3 separate regions of the Zea mays genome follow, and all the other regions are linked to region 1. The links are chromatin contacts, called in public Hi-C maps. All regions are on one chromosome and are shown on one strand. The core of a region is the stretch at or near the end of the contact, and the rest is flanking DNA. Distances in the headings are between cores, read along the strand shown.

Region 1 (3,802 bases), core at 734-3,233:
ATTGCAGCTGCTGGTAGTACTGCTTGTATCGCCTGCAGACCTGCAAGGTTCGTGTACTCAAAGAGTCTAAATGTAGAACACACCCAAAATGTAGAACTTAACTAACAACTACTTAGTGCAGCCAATAAACTCAGGAAGTTGAGCATAGGACATAGCAAGAATTTATTTTCCTGCCGCTTGACAAGACTGCACCAAAGGCATGTATGTTCAAGGAATCAGGATGCAACCGTGAACAATATTGTACTTCGCATGGAGAAATTACAACCGTGAACAACAGAAATTATTTTAGCAAAAGATAGTGAGTAGATAAACAGAATCTTTCTGCTGCAGGTTACGCGGATGCATATGGCATCCTTTCGAAAGAAGACAAAAACTCCAGGAATCTTATCGGGTAGCAATTTTGAAGAAGAAAAATCTTCGGGACAAAACTAGAGAACCCTGATATATTTCGATGTCCCAATTTCATGCTTTGATCTGCTGGGCAATTCTGTTCAGCAAGAACTTCACAGCAAGTTGCCTAGTTTTCGCAAGGGAAAATGAAAGGGAATGGAAACCTCCCAACGTTTGCAATACAATGATTTGATGCATATAATAACCGAACCAACATATCCGAAAGAGGTCGAATCGCAATCCATATGTACTATCATCATATCGCAAGCACAAGAAATAATCTGTGCCAGAACAGTAAATAAAGATTCAACCGAGATGTAGGCTCCGTGACGTGACCATGAGCGGTGTTCGTTAGATTCTTCTCGCCGAAGAAGAAATAATTGCGACATGAAACAAGAGCAGAAAAGACGTGCTTTTCGCTGAAGGATCAAGAAGCTGGGAGGCGGATCGTAGTGATTAACTCACGTCATCCATGAGGGAGATGAGCCTTGTCTTCCTCCACTGCTGCTCGGCGCCCGAGACGGCGACCGCCTCAGCGGTAGCGCAGTCACCGCCGTCCATCTCGTGGTCCACGCCCCCCGCCGCGTCCATGTCGAGCATACCCTCGTCGTCGGAGCGCCGGTCCAGGTGCGGGGGCCGTCCGCCCACGTCGCAGATCTCCTCGAGTAGCTTCTGCGCGGGGCCCAGGAACCTGGACCGCCCGAGGACGGCCGCGTAGCCCGTGAACGGGCCGTACGGCCCAGCGGCTACCCCCGCGGCGAGCTGCCTCCGCGGCGCGGGCGGAGGGTTCGAGGACGCCGAAGAGAGCGAGAGCGCAAAGTTCTGGCTCGGGATTTGGGCCCCGGCGCCGGCAGGTAGCGCGTGCGCCACTAGCTGCGTGTGCGCCAGCGTTGGGCTATGCGGCGAGTAGGACGACGTCGACGAGGACGCGTAGGAGTAGAAGGGTGGAGGCGCCGGCCAGGCAGTGGGCGGGGGCGAGTCGGCCGGGTCGGGCGGGAACCGCAGCTTCTCGCGGCGGCTGTGCTGCGGCACGTGGTAGAGCTGCCCCGAGGCCTGCCCCAGCAACAGGTGCTGGTGCTCGGCGCCGCCCGCAGCCCCGTATCCACCGCCCGCCGCCGAGGACATGTCGCTCGCGCAAGAGCTCCGGGATATGGATCGTACTGCACGACCTGGAGAGAGAGACCACGAGCGAAGACTCGAAGAGAGGGCGGCTCCGCACTTTGCGAGCGCCTGGCCGGGGCTGGAACTGGGACTGGAGGGTAGCTGCAGCTAGAAGCGGGCAGTACAGGCTGCCCGTTGCTTTGTCCCGCGTCTCGGCCGCGCGCTTTTGTGCGCTCGGCTCTGGTGGTGGTGCTTTGCTGCTGGTGGAGGTGTTGGGCTCTCGGGCTCTACCTCTACCCCTACCTCCGGGCGCCTTTCTTTCTGCAAAGGTGCGTAGCAGATGAGGGAGGGAGACGAAAAAGAGCTGCTCGCTACGGCGAGAGGGCGAGGCAAGGACGCGAAATGGTGAGCAGTGAAAGCGAAAGACAGAAAGGGTGTTGGTGATTGTCTGCTCGTGCGACCCTGCGACTCGGAGGGGAGGGCGCGAGGCCGCGAAGCGAGCTAGGGCGAGGCCGCGGGCGCGCGTCAGAGCGTGTATAGACTATAGACGACGCTGGCCAGGAGAGGAGAGAGTGCAAAGGTCCCTTATTTACACTATACTTTATAAACAATATAATTTACCGTGCAAAATAGTATAAAAGATATTTTTAGTGACTATATAGATGAACTATTATACAATATACTATATAATCACTAAAAATATTATTTTACATCGTTTTATATTGTATGTTGTACCGTTTATATAATGTAGTTTGAATATGAATATGAGTATAAATAAGCTGTTGGAGATGGTCTTAGATAAACTTATTTAGTTTAAAGTCACAGATCGGAAGGAACCATTCCTAACTATTCATCAGAATTAGACGATTCCTAATTGCTCATCAGAATTATACGGGTGAGAGAGTACACTAGAGGATATGGTTATCCCGGGCTATTCCTATATGTGGGTACCCTTTTGAATTGTGTCAAGGACGAATACCCAAGTGATTATCTATGACCACATACTCAGAACCGAGCAGATGGGCTCATGGTCCCAGACACGTCTAACAGGGCCATTGGCCTCCAGACCCCCTCCCTGTTCCGCAAGTGTGGGGAATAATGTGTATGAGCTTACTTATGGTGGGGCTCATGTATAATGTAAGGCTAATCAATAAATAATGGGTAAGACCGAGCATTGCTTTTAATAAGTTGGTCAAAATTTTATTATCAGTTACTAAGTATAGGCATATATCATACCCATAAAATAAAGAGATCACAATTGATAATAAATCTTACAATGCGATGCATATGCCAGATTAAGTTTAATTCCATAAGTTAATCATGCGAGAGTCCTGAGTTGCTCTTGACCACGAGCACGACTGATATACTAGTTTTACACTCTGCAGAGGTTGTGTGTCTTTACCATAAGTTATGTTACCCATTGCCAAAGGGTCTCGAAACTCATTCATCTCTACCGAGGAGACGAGGCAGGGTAGCACTATAAGGCCTTTACAAAGTTCCACTAGACGAGAGAACCCGCCATGGATTCCGGGCCGAAGGCGATATAGGAATTCCTCGTTCGAAAAGCTAAAAAGACACTCCGACCTGACGACCTCCCTACACCTGCACTCCTCCACCCCGTTTGCCCCTTTTGGGAAAGGATTAACTCACACTATCTTTCCTAATTAGTAAACCAAGTGTGTCCCATTTCACCCTTGTGGTAGCATGGTTATCTCAAGTTAAGCTCTATATTTCGGTTAACGCCATAATCTTATCATGAACATTAAATAATAAAAATAACAATAATAAAGCATGACCATGAATCATATGTATCTTAACACCCAAACCAGCAGTAGCAGATACTACCCCAAAAGTTAAGTGGTAAGCAAGGTGTAAAATAACCAAACTAGGGTAACCTATTAGGTCCCATCAAAATAGCCTTAGCATATCATAATGATTAACAGAAACGTTATTGGGTAAAGAAGAGAGATCAAGGGCACAACTTGCCTTCTGCAAGCTCCTGCTCAGAGTCTCAATCTGTTGAGCTCCGGGTTCCTCGTTCACTTGCTCGTCTACTCATAACAATACAAACAAACATGGTATATGCACTAGTACAATTTGGCTCTATACAAGCGGTAGGATTTTTACATCACAGGCGGTTCGGTTAGAAAACCGCCTGTGATGTCCCAGGCGGTTTAGTACGCCTGTGATGTAATAGTATCACAAGCGGTTTTTGTTTAGGACCGCCTGTGATGCTCTATCCTTTTCACAAGCGGACCCTAAGACAAAACCGCCTGTGATTGTAAAATTATGAAAATACAATTTCAATATG
Region 2 (3,802 bases), core at 786-3,285, 110 kb after region 1:
ACCACACTCAAGGATTTAGAAAATAAATTAGCCAAATTATCATAGGACTTGACTTGCAAGATTTTTATTCCACCCTCGTTCTGGAGTTCGTAAGGATATATTAGAAATTAGAAGAAAAATGCTAGTCATGTTACCCCTTAACATACCATGTTTCCAATTTATGCAATGCATGATGCATTATCTTCATACATAACTATGGGAGTATTTATGGTGTCAAAACCACATAACTTTTGCATGTAATAGGTCAACCACCATAACAAGCACATTCACACGCAACTTTATATATGTGGTTGGTAGACGTCGCTAAGAGTGTTTGTTTGCTCAATCCCTAGGATACAATAGTAGCACCACTAAGAACACACAAAGCTAGTATGAGATCTAGCATTATAAATATCGAATAAATATCAAACATCTGTATAACCCCACCAAAGGTTTACCCTAATTCTTTAAGACAACCAATCCAAGATCTTGAGTGTCATTAAGGTATCTTAGTATAGTCTTATCCCTGTCTAATATTTTCTGGTTTGGTCGCACAATGTCTAGTTAGGAAAACTCATTGTGAATGCAATATTTGGTCTAGTGCAATTCACAAGATACATCAGTGTTCCAATAATGCTAAGATAAAAAATTTTACATGACAACCACTAGGTTTTGTGTGTCCTGGCGATGAGCACAATAGTGTGTCCAACGGGCGAGCGCAGGAGCATGTGACACGCAAGCGGGCACGTGTCGCCACCGTGATATTTTTTTTCACGAACTAACTTGATTAAAATAACATCTACTACTAGCCCGTTTAACACAATCAATGTATAAACATCAACTAGTCATATAAACTAATTTACAACATGTATCTAGCGGTGAGAATTTAATTTAGATTGAACAGACTCGTTAAACTTTGGGTTTAGAGCGAATTCAAGAACAACATATTGTGCTTCTTGATTTAGCCAATAAAAACAAAGCCTATTATATAGGGGGGGGGGGGGGGGGCAAGGCTGAGGATCTATCAGGTTGATGGAGGGTTAGTTGTAGATTGTATCCACAGCAACGTTTGGTATCAGTCCATTTAACTTTTTAGGCTGAGGATCCTATCTTATTATTTATTATAAGAGAACATAAACATCAATATGTTTGGTATTAGTCCATTTAACTTTTTAAAGTATTCCTTACCGATTTTTATGGATCTCGGCCGCTTTTGTACACTTGTTGAATCGGGTCCAGTACCAGTAACAGACCTACCACCTATGGGAACTACGGGCGCAACATACCATTTGGGCACGACCAACTGGCGTCCCAAAGTTCACTGAATCCTCACCCGACTCCACCGGTTGCCGACGATCTTTTGCCATCTCGTCTCGGGCTCCCAGTCCCAGCCCCTCGCGCCGCCAAGGGACGCGCCTCCCATCCCGTCCCCGTCGTCGCCACGCCACGCCCACGCACGCAGGCAGCGACGAGACGCCCGGCCAACTCTTCGGCGCGCCGCTCCAATGCCGTGCCGTGCCGTGCTCGTGCTCGTGCGCTTGCGCTCAGCTTATCCTCGGTGACGCCGACAGGGACGCGCGCCGCGCGTCAGCGGCCAACGCCCAACCACCCTACGGCGCCGCACCGCACCGCGCGCGTAGGCGGAACAACGGCTCGGCCCATTAATTAGCTTATCCTTAATTCAACCAGCCGAGCCGGACCTGCTGTATCCAGTGAGATTTGCTCTTGCCGTATCTATCGATGCTCGTAATCTCTCAGTAGCCTAGCCTGTCCATGTCACCGTGTCAGACTCCCGCACGGGGAGGATAGAGACGGATCGACCGTTCTCTGAATCCAAATCTAGCAGACGCCTTTTCCTTCTCGGCAGCAGTCGGCAGTCGCCACCCACTACACTAGGACTAGGTTCATGTTCATCATCCCCTCTGCCTGCGGTCGCCTTTGACGTCAAACGGATAAAAAGAAGAGGCCGCCGGATGCAGAGTCGCCGTGGGCTGTGGGCTCCCTCCTCCTGCTACTGGGCAAGCAACGATGACGAGATAAGGATGGTCTCAAGCAGTGCGTGCGTAAGCGCATCTCCAAGCAGTGCTTCTGGGTCTGGCCAGGGGGATGGGGATCCACCCCCTCCACTTGTCACGCTAATATCTTGGGAAGCAGTGCGAGTCTATCCGGCGAATGGTTCGGTCCCAATTGCGGAAAAGCCTTTGCATTTGGCCGGATCAAAGATGCCGCCGCCGTTGCGTCGATGCTGCCGGAGGTCAGGCGCGCCGTAGATCCCCGCCGGAGATATGGTGCTCGTGGTCGTGGTGGAGCTTGTCGACGGCCGGCCCCGGTTGTAATGCTAAGACCAACTCCAACAGACTCCCTCTCTGTATCCGTATTTAGCACGGACAACAGTTTCTCTCTCCTCTCCGTATCCGTCCCCGTTTCCAGCAGACTCCGTATTTGCACTCCGCATGCAGTCTATGACATCTGGGGCCCACGAGCAGGAGGTGGCGCATGCAGTCTTGTGCGGAGAGGAGAGAGAAACCGTGGAAAAGGGGAGTGCAGGTACACGACGTCTGTTTTGCGAAGACGGATGCGGAGGCTACTGGAGAGCGAAATAGTGACTCAGAGCGTGTATAATGCGAATGCGGAGTGGGATGGGGAGTGTTGCTGGAGTTGGTCTAATGCAGCCTGTAGAAACTGCGAGTCAAGTGCCAGCAACTGGCCAATGCTGCCGCAGGTGGATTGGTTTGCAGCCTGCTGGATCCCGGTTCCCTGATAGAAAGTAGTAAAAGCGGCATCTTTTGCCTGATGCTTTGTCGACCGAAGCTTCTTCTCCCTCTCTTTCTTTCGGACTCAGATCTTCTCTCGTGCATGTGTAATGTATGCAGAGTGGATTAAAACGAAACTCACTGCACACGTAGAAAGATTAGATTATCCAACCGATAGTAACATTGTTTATGGCTTATCCTCATGATTTAGTATAAGCGAGCTTCATACATTTCCTCCAATTTAAATTGTACTAGATCGTTTTGATTTTTGTAATACAATAAACTTGTAATGCATCTAAATGTAGTACATTTGTAGATACATAATAAATTCGATGTTAACTTATAATTTAGAACCAAAAAACATCTGCACCTGGCCGCACGTTTTGGGATTCATTACCTACATACTACAGAAACTCATATATGAACCATTCATGACCCGTTGCAAATTGTTTGACTATGGGAAAAAAATAGAGGCCATGTATTAGGAAGATATCAGATTGCCTAAAATTTAACACCTCAAGTGTCACGGTTCCCTACATTAGTGATTGGTATCACCTAGATGGCATGGTGGTCATGGTTTTGCATGATTCATCGTGCTAGAGTGCCAAAAAATCAACAATAGTGTCGGCGTTTCGAGACCGAGGGGTCCCTGGGCCGACGAGTGAGTGTCGCCGCGTGCCCCAGCCCAGATGGGTCGAGCGCGAGGGCGAGCGCGAAGGGGGGAAGAGCGAGGCGGCCGGAGACCGGCGTGAGAGAGGTGGGAATCCTGCGGCCTTCGTGTTCGTCCCGCGCCCAGGTCGGGTGCGCTTGCAGTAGGGGGTTACAAGCGTCCACGCGGGAGAGGGAGCGAGCGGCCCCAAGCGAGCGCCTGTTCTCGTCCTCGTCCCCGCGCGGCCAACCCTCTCTAAGAGGGCTCTGGTCCTTCCTTTTATAGGCGTAAGGAGAGGATCCAGGTGTACAATGGGGGGTGTAGCAGAGTGCTACGTGTCTAGCGGGGGAGAGCTAGCGCCCTAAGTACATGCTGTCGTGGCAGCCGGAGAGATTTTGGCACCCAGCTGGTGTGATGTCGT
Region 3 (3,802 bases), core at 756-3,255, 93 kb after region 1:
CGGCCTGGGCTGGCTCGCACGTACGCGTACGTCGTCAGTCCTCGATGAATGGCGTCGAGTTTTTACACAGCTGCCTGCCACGCACGCGGCAGGCACGGAGCCAGACAGACGAATCATGCACCAGAACTCGGGAACCCGAACGTACGGTACGGCGGAGTGTTTGGTCATTTGTCGATCCTTGGCTGTGTGTGCTGTCGATCCAAGCTATCGGGTCATTGAGCCTGAACGCCCACAAGCGCAGACTGTGCTGAGCGGTAGATCTTGGTGTCTATCTGTCTTCCCGGCGCACCACCGCCCGTGCCTCAGCGACCGGCCGGCCGGTCACGGACGTCGCGCAGCGCTAGCGCTAGCTGGCTGCATGCTACTGGCACTGCACGCACCACCGTGCGCGCGCATTGGCCGGAGCGGCGCTCGGGCGGTCGCAGTCACTCTAGTCTACTCTAGCCTCACAGGGGGACGCTGTCGCACGCAGCGACGCAGCGTCCGTCCGGCCATGAGCCCCATGAGCGCATGCACAGCGGCCGGCGGGGTCGCCCTGTGTTTTCCCTGTCCCACTCCCACAGCCAGGCCGGCGGCCATTGGCGCCTTCCTTCCTCGTGGGCTCGTGGCAGAGAGGGAAAGGGCCCGCCGAGTTAGTGGCGGTCAGAGACAGAGACAGCATGTAGACACCGCCACGAGGGGGAGCCTGGCGCCGGCACACACGTTTGTTCGGGCGGCGTAGAATGATCACCACCGTGGCGCTGCTGCGACGACGACGGACGTCGACCAAGATCTCTGAGAGAGAGAGAGAGAGAGAGAGAGAGAGAGAGAGAGAGAGAGAGAGAGAGAGGCGTGGTCGCGTGGAGCAGAGGAGCCCGAGTTTCCGGTCGAGCCCATGACGCGACCTCCGAGGCAGGCATGGCAGGCCACGCACTGCCGTGTCCGTGTCCGTGTCTCGGCGTGTGTTTGTGCAGTGTGCATGCATGGGCGCGGGGTCCCAGTGTGATCATCGGCTTTAATGGTTAATCGATGGATCACCGATTGGGGTGGGTGTGACCGGGGTGACAGTGTACCTGAGCCAGAACGGAGGCAAGCATGGAGCCTGGGTCCCGTTACTTGAGAGTTTGTGCACTGTCCATGAGTCATGAGATGGAAGGAGTTTTTTTTTGGAGGGGGGAGCCAACTACTACCAGACAACACCTACTTGATACTACTGACATTTGTATATTTTTGCATTGCAGCATCATGTGCACAAAATTTTCTCGCTCGTCCATAACTGATGTTTTTTACTCCCTTTACCAAATTAAAATGCATCCCTGTTTTTTTAAATAAAAACGTCTTAAGTTTGATCGGATTTATACAATAAAACAATCAGATTTATGGTATCAAATAAATCTCATAAGATTATTCATTAATCGTATTTTTTATAGTATAGATGTTGCCAGTTACCGTGAAGACAGTGTAACATCGTAGCATACACCCAAGCCGTCGTCGTCACTCCTCTCCCTACTGTGTGCTGCTTACAAGCTGACATCGTAGCGTTTTTATCACCGCGCGTGTGGATACCGTGAAGACAGTGTCATTGTTGTTGCGTTGTTGATGAGTAACGAACACGACTGAGAGAAAAAAAAAATGTTGCCTGTTGCCATTGGTAACCCCAACAGTCGCTGGATCTGAAATACAGAGCTCCCGCTCCTCTATACCTTTTCGTGTGGCATTTCATTTTGTTTCTGCGTGTACTGCAAGACCGAAGGATCTGTCAACACCGAAGGTCTCCTCTTTGCTTTTTTTTACTGTGTCTCGCAATAGCAGCTAGCGCCGATCTGAGACGCCATTTTCTTTTGTTCCTGAGCCGGCTCCGTTTGTCGCATTCATGTGCCAGCCCGGTGCTCTCCCTCCCAGGGAAAGGATACTACGATCCGTCAGTTCCAGGGCGCGGCCCTCGTAGTACGACGTTTATCTCTGGTCCTCTGCCGCGCTGTGCTGTGCTGCGGCCTGCGGTACTGGTACGTATCTAGCGTGACCTCTCAGACGTATGGCTACGGTACAGCCAGGTACGTATCTAGCGTCACCTCTGCCTGTACTGCTGGCGCTGGTACCGTGGTACGTGCCTCCGTGTCACCGCGTCACTGGCTGTGTGGATTGGATCGAACTTTTATGCAAATGCAATGCATGGTCACTCCTCCAACAGTCCAAGTCCATGGAGCAGTGTTCGTCTGTTCGTCAACGGTCAACACTCGCATTCGGGTCAGGCGGGGTGGGGTGGGCAAAATTAACATACTGTACTTCTTCGGGCCTTTCAAAATCCTCCATGCATGGCTTCACGAGAGTATACACGACCGCTGCAGTAACAGTGCAGGCACCGTCTGTGTTCGTGCGGCGGGCGGGCCTTTTTCGAATCTCCTCGGCGAGAGACTGCGCTGCGAGCGAGCGAGCGAGCAAGCAACCGTCCACGAGCATGTGCAAATGCAACAGGAAATGGCAGCAATCCATCCATCCATCCGCGGCCGCGATGCTGTAATAGTAGTAAAAATCTGTGCGAAGGTGTCGCACCCGGTCGAGACGCGTCGTCAAGGAGGAGACGAGGAGTAGACGTGATGCTTCGTTTCCTCCGGGTGAGGCCAACCCAGCCCATGTCCTGTCAGCTGCCTTGTCTTTTTTGGCGATAACTACGAGGTGCATGGTGGGCTGGCTGGTGGTCGCACTCGCACAGCGGTTTTCGGTATCGCCGCATCCGCCCTCAATTCCTCGCCGCCCTGTTCTGTTCCTGCCTGCCCGCTGTCGGTCTGCAGGTTGAGCTCGGACACGGAGCTGCCGAACGAACCGATTTTTTTGCATTTTAACCCTACATCGAAAACAATATCACGTTTGGACCCTAGAAAATTTTAATGTCATTTTTGGACCCTTTGCTCGGCGTCATAGGCTATGGCGCCGAGGTAGGTGCTGCGCTGGCCCAAACGGACAACGTGGCGCCGACGTGATACCAATCTTGGCGCCGAGCTTGATTCTGTACACAAAGGTCGTCTAGTTCAGTTGGTAGAGCGTAAGGCTTTTAACTTTGTGGTTGTGGGTTCGAGCCCCACGGTGGGTGTTCTTTTTTGTCTTTGTCACTGATTTGTTTTTTGTTGTCCAGATTTTTTGTTTATGTCGCTGATTTGTCCGTCCAAATTTATTTCTCATCCTGTTTTTTTGTTTTTTGACTGATTTGTTTATTCATCTAGATATTTTTTTGTTTTTCAGGAGCCAAGCTACTTTGCTTTTCATATCCTAACTGACGCTCAGAACTTCTATGCCATGAAACACTGGTTTGCCAGGAATTCGTATAAAAATGCAGCTATCTGTGTCATAAACTAGGAAGCAATTATTTTGGAGAAACTTCCAAAGTATACTATCCGGCAGCTGTATTTGCCAGAGGAGTTCCGTGTTCTCATTAGGAGCATTAAGCGGCCTACTGAAAACACAAGAATGAAATACCTGTCACTGTTCAGCCACTCACATTTCGTTATTCCAGAAATATTCAAGTATCTAAACCTTGACGCATCCACAACGTTGGAATATATATGTACTCATATTCGGATTATAGAATACAGGCTTATCTGTAGAAATATTCAGGTTTTTTTTCTTCACGTGCTTTTGTATAAAATCAAACTGGTGAGACTACAAAATTCATGTATTAATTTATATAATAATCTTGCATTTCAAATAGGCCATCGTATAGGATAGTCAATTCATGAATATTTGTGCTTCTTTTTACCGGATAAACAAAAAAAATATCTGGATGAATAAACAAATCAGTCACAAAAACAAAAAAACAGGATGAGAA

Evidence for each region. A called contact is a pair of places that touch in the nucleus more often than the background predicts.
Region 2: a Hi-C map of leaf shows a contact between it and region 1, with 2.2 times the contacts expected there. The contact joins the enhancer-like site here to the promoter of LOC100272551 in region 1. A contact is called at or near these places in 3 of 25 Hi-C or Micro-C datasets (ear and leaf).
Region 3: a Hi-C map of tassel shows a contact between it and region 1, with 2.0 times the contacts expected there. The contact joins the enhancer-like site here to the promoter of LOC100272551 in region 1. A contact is called at or near these places in 12 of 25 Hi-C or Micro-C datasets (bundle sheath, ear, leaf and 4 more).

Annotation. Positions count from the first base shown.
Region 1 is chr6:162,208,289-162,212,090 of Zm-B73-REFERENCE-NAM-5.0, reverse strand. It overlaps LOC100272551 (BLH14), which reads right to left and starts at 1,983. Exons shown (of 4, transcript NM_001399131.1): 1 at 856-1,983; 2 at 1-40. The coding sequence starts at 1,515.
Region 2 is chr6:162,096,299-162,100,100 of Zm-B73-REFERENCE-NAM-5.0, reverse strand. No RefSeq gene overlaps it. Among protein-coding and RNA genes, the nearest start is that of LOC100193383, 45 kb to the right of the region's middle. Within about 2 kb of position 2,035, at least 19 of the 20 cell types and tissues checked have an H3K27ac peak or open chromatin away from gene starts, as enhancers often do. A contact at or near this core is called in ear and leaf, where this site is marked.
Region 3 is chr6:162,115,759-162,119,560 of Zm-B73-REFERENCE-NAM-5.0, reverse strand. No RefSeq gene overlaps it. Among protein-coding and RNA genes, the nearest start is that of LOC100193383, 65 kb to the right of the region's middle. Within about 2 kb of position 2,005, at least 16 of the 20 cell types and tissues checked have an H3K27ac peak or open chromatin away from gene starts, as enhancers often do. A contact at or near this core is called in ear, root tip, seedling and 1 more, where this site is marked.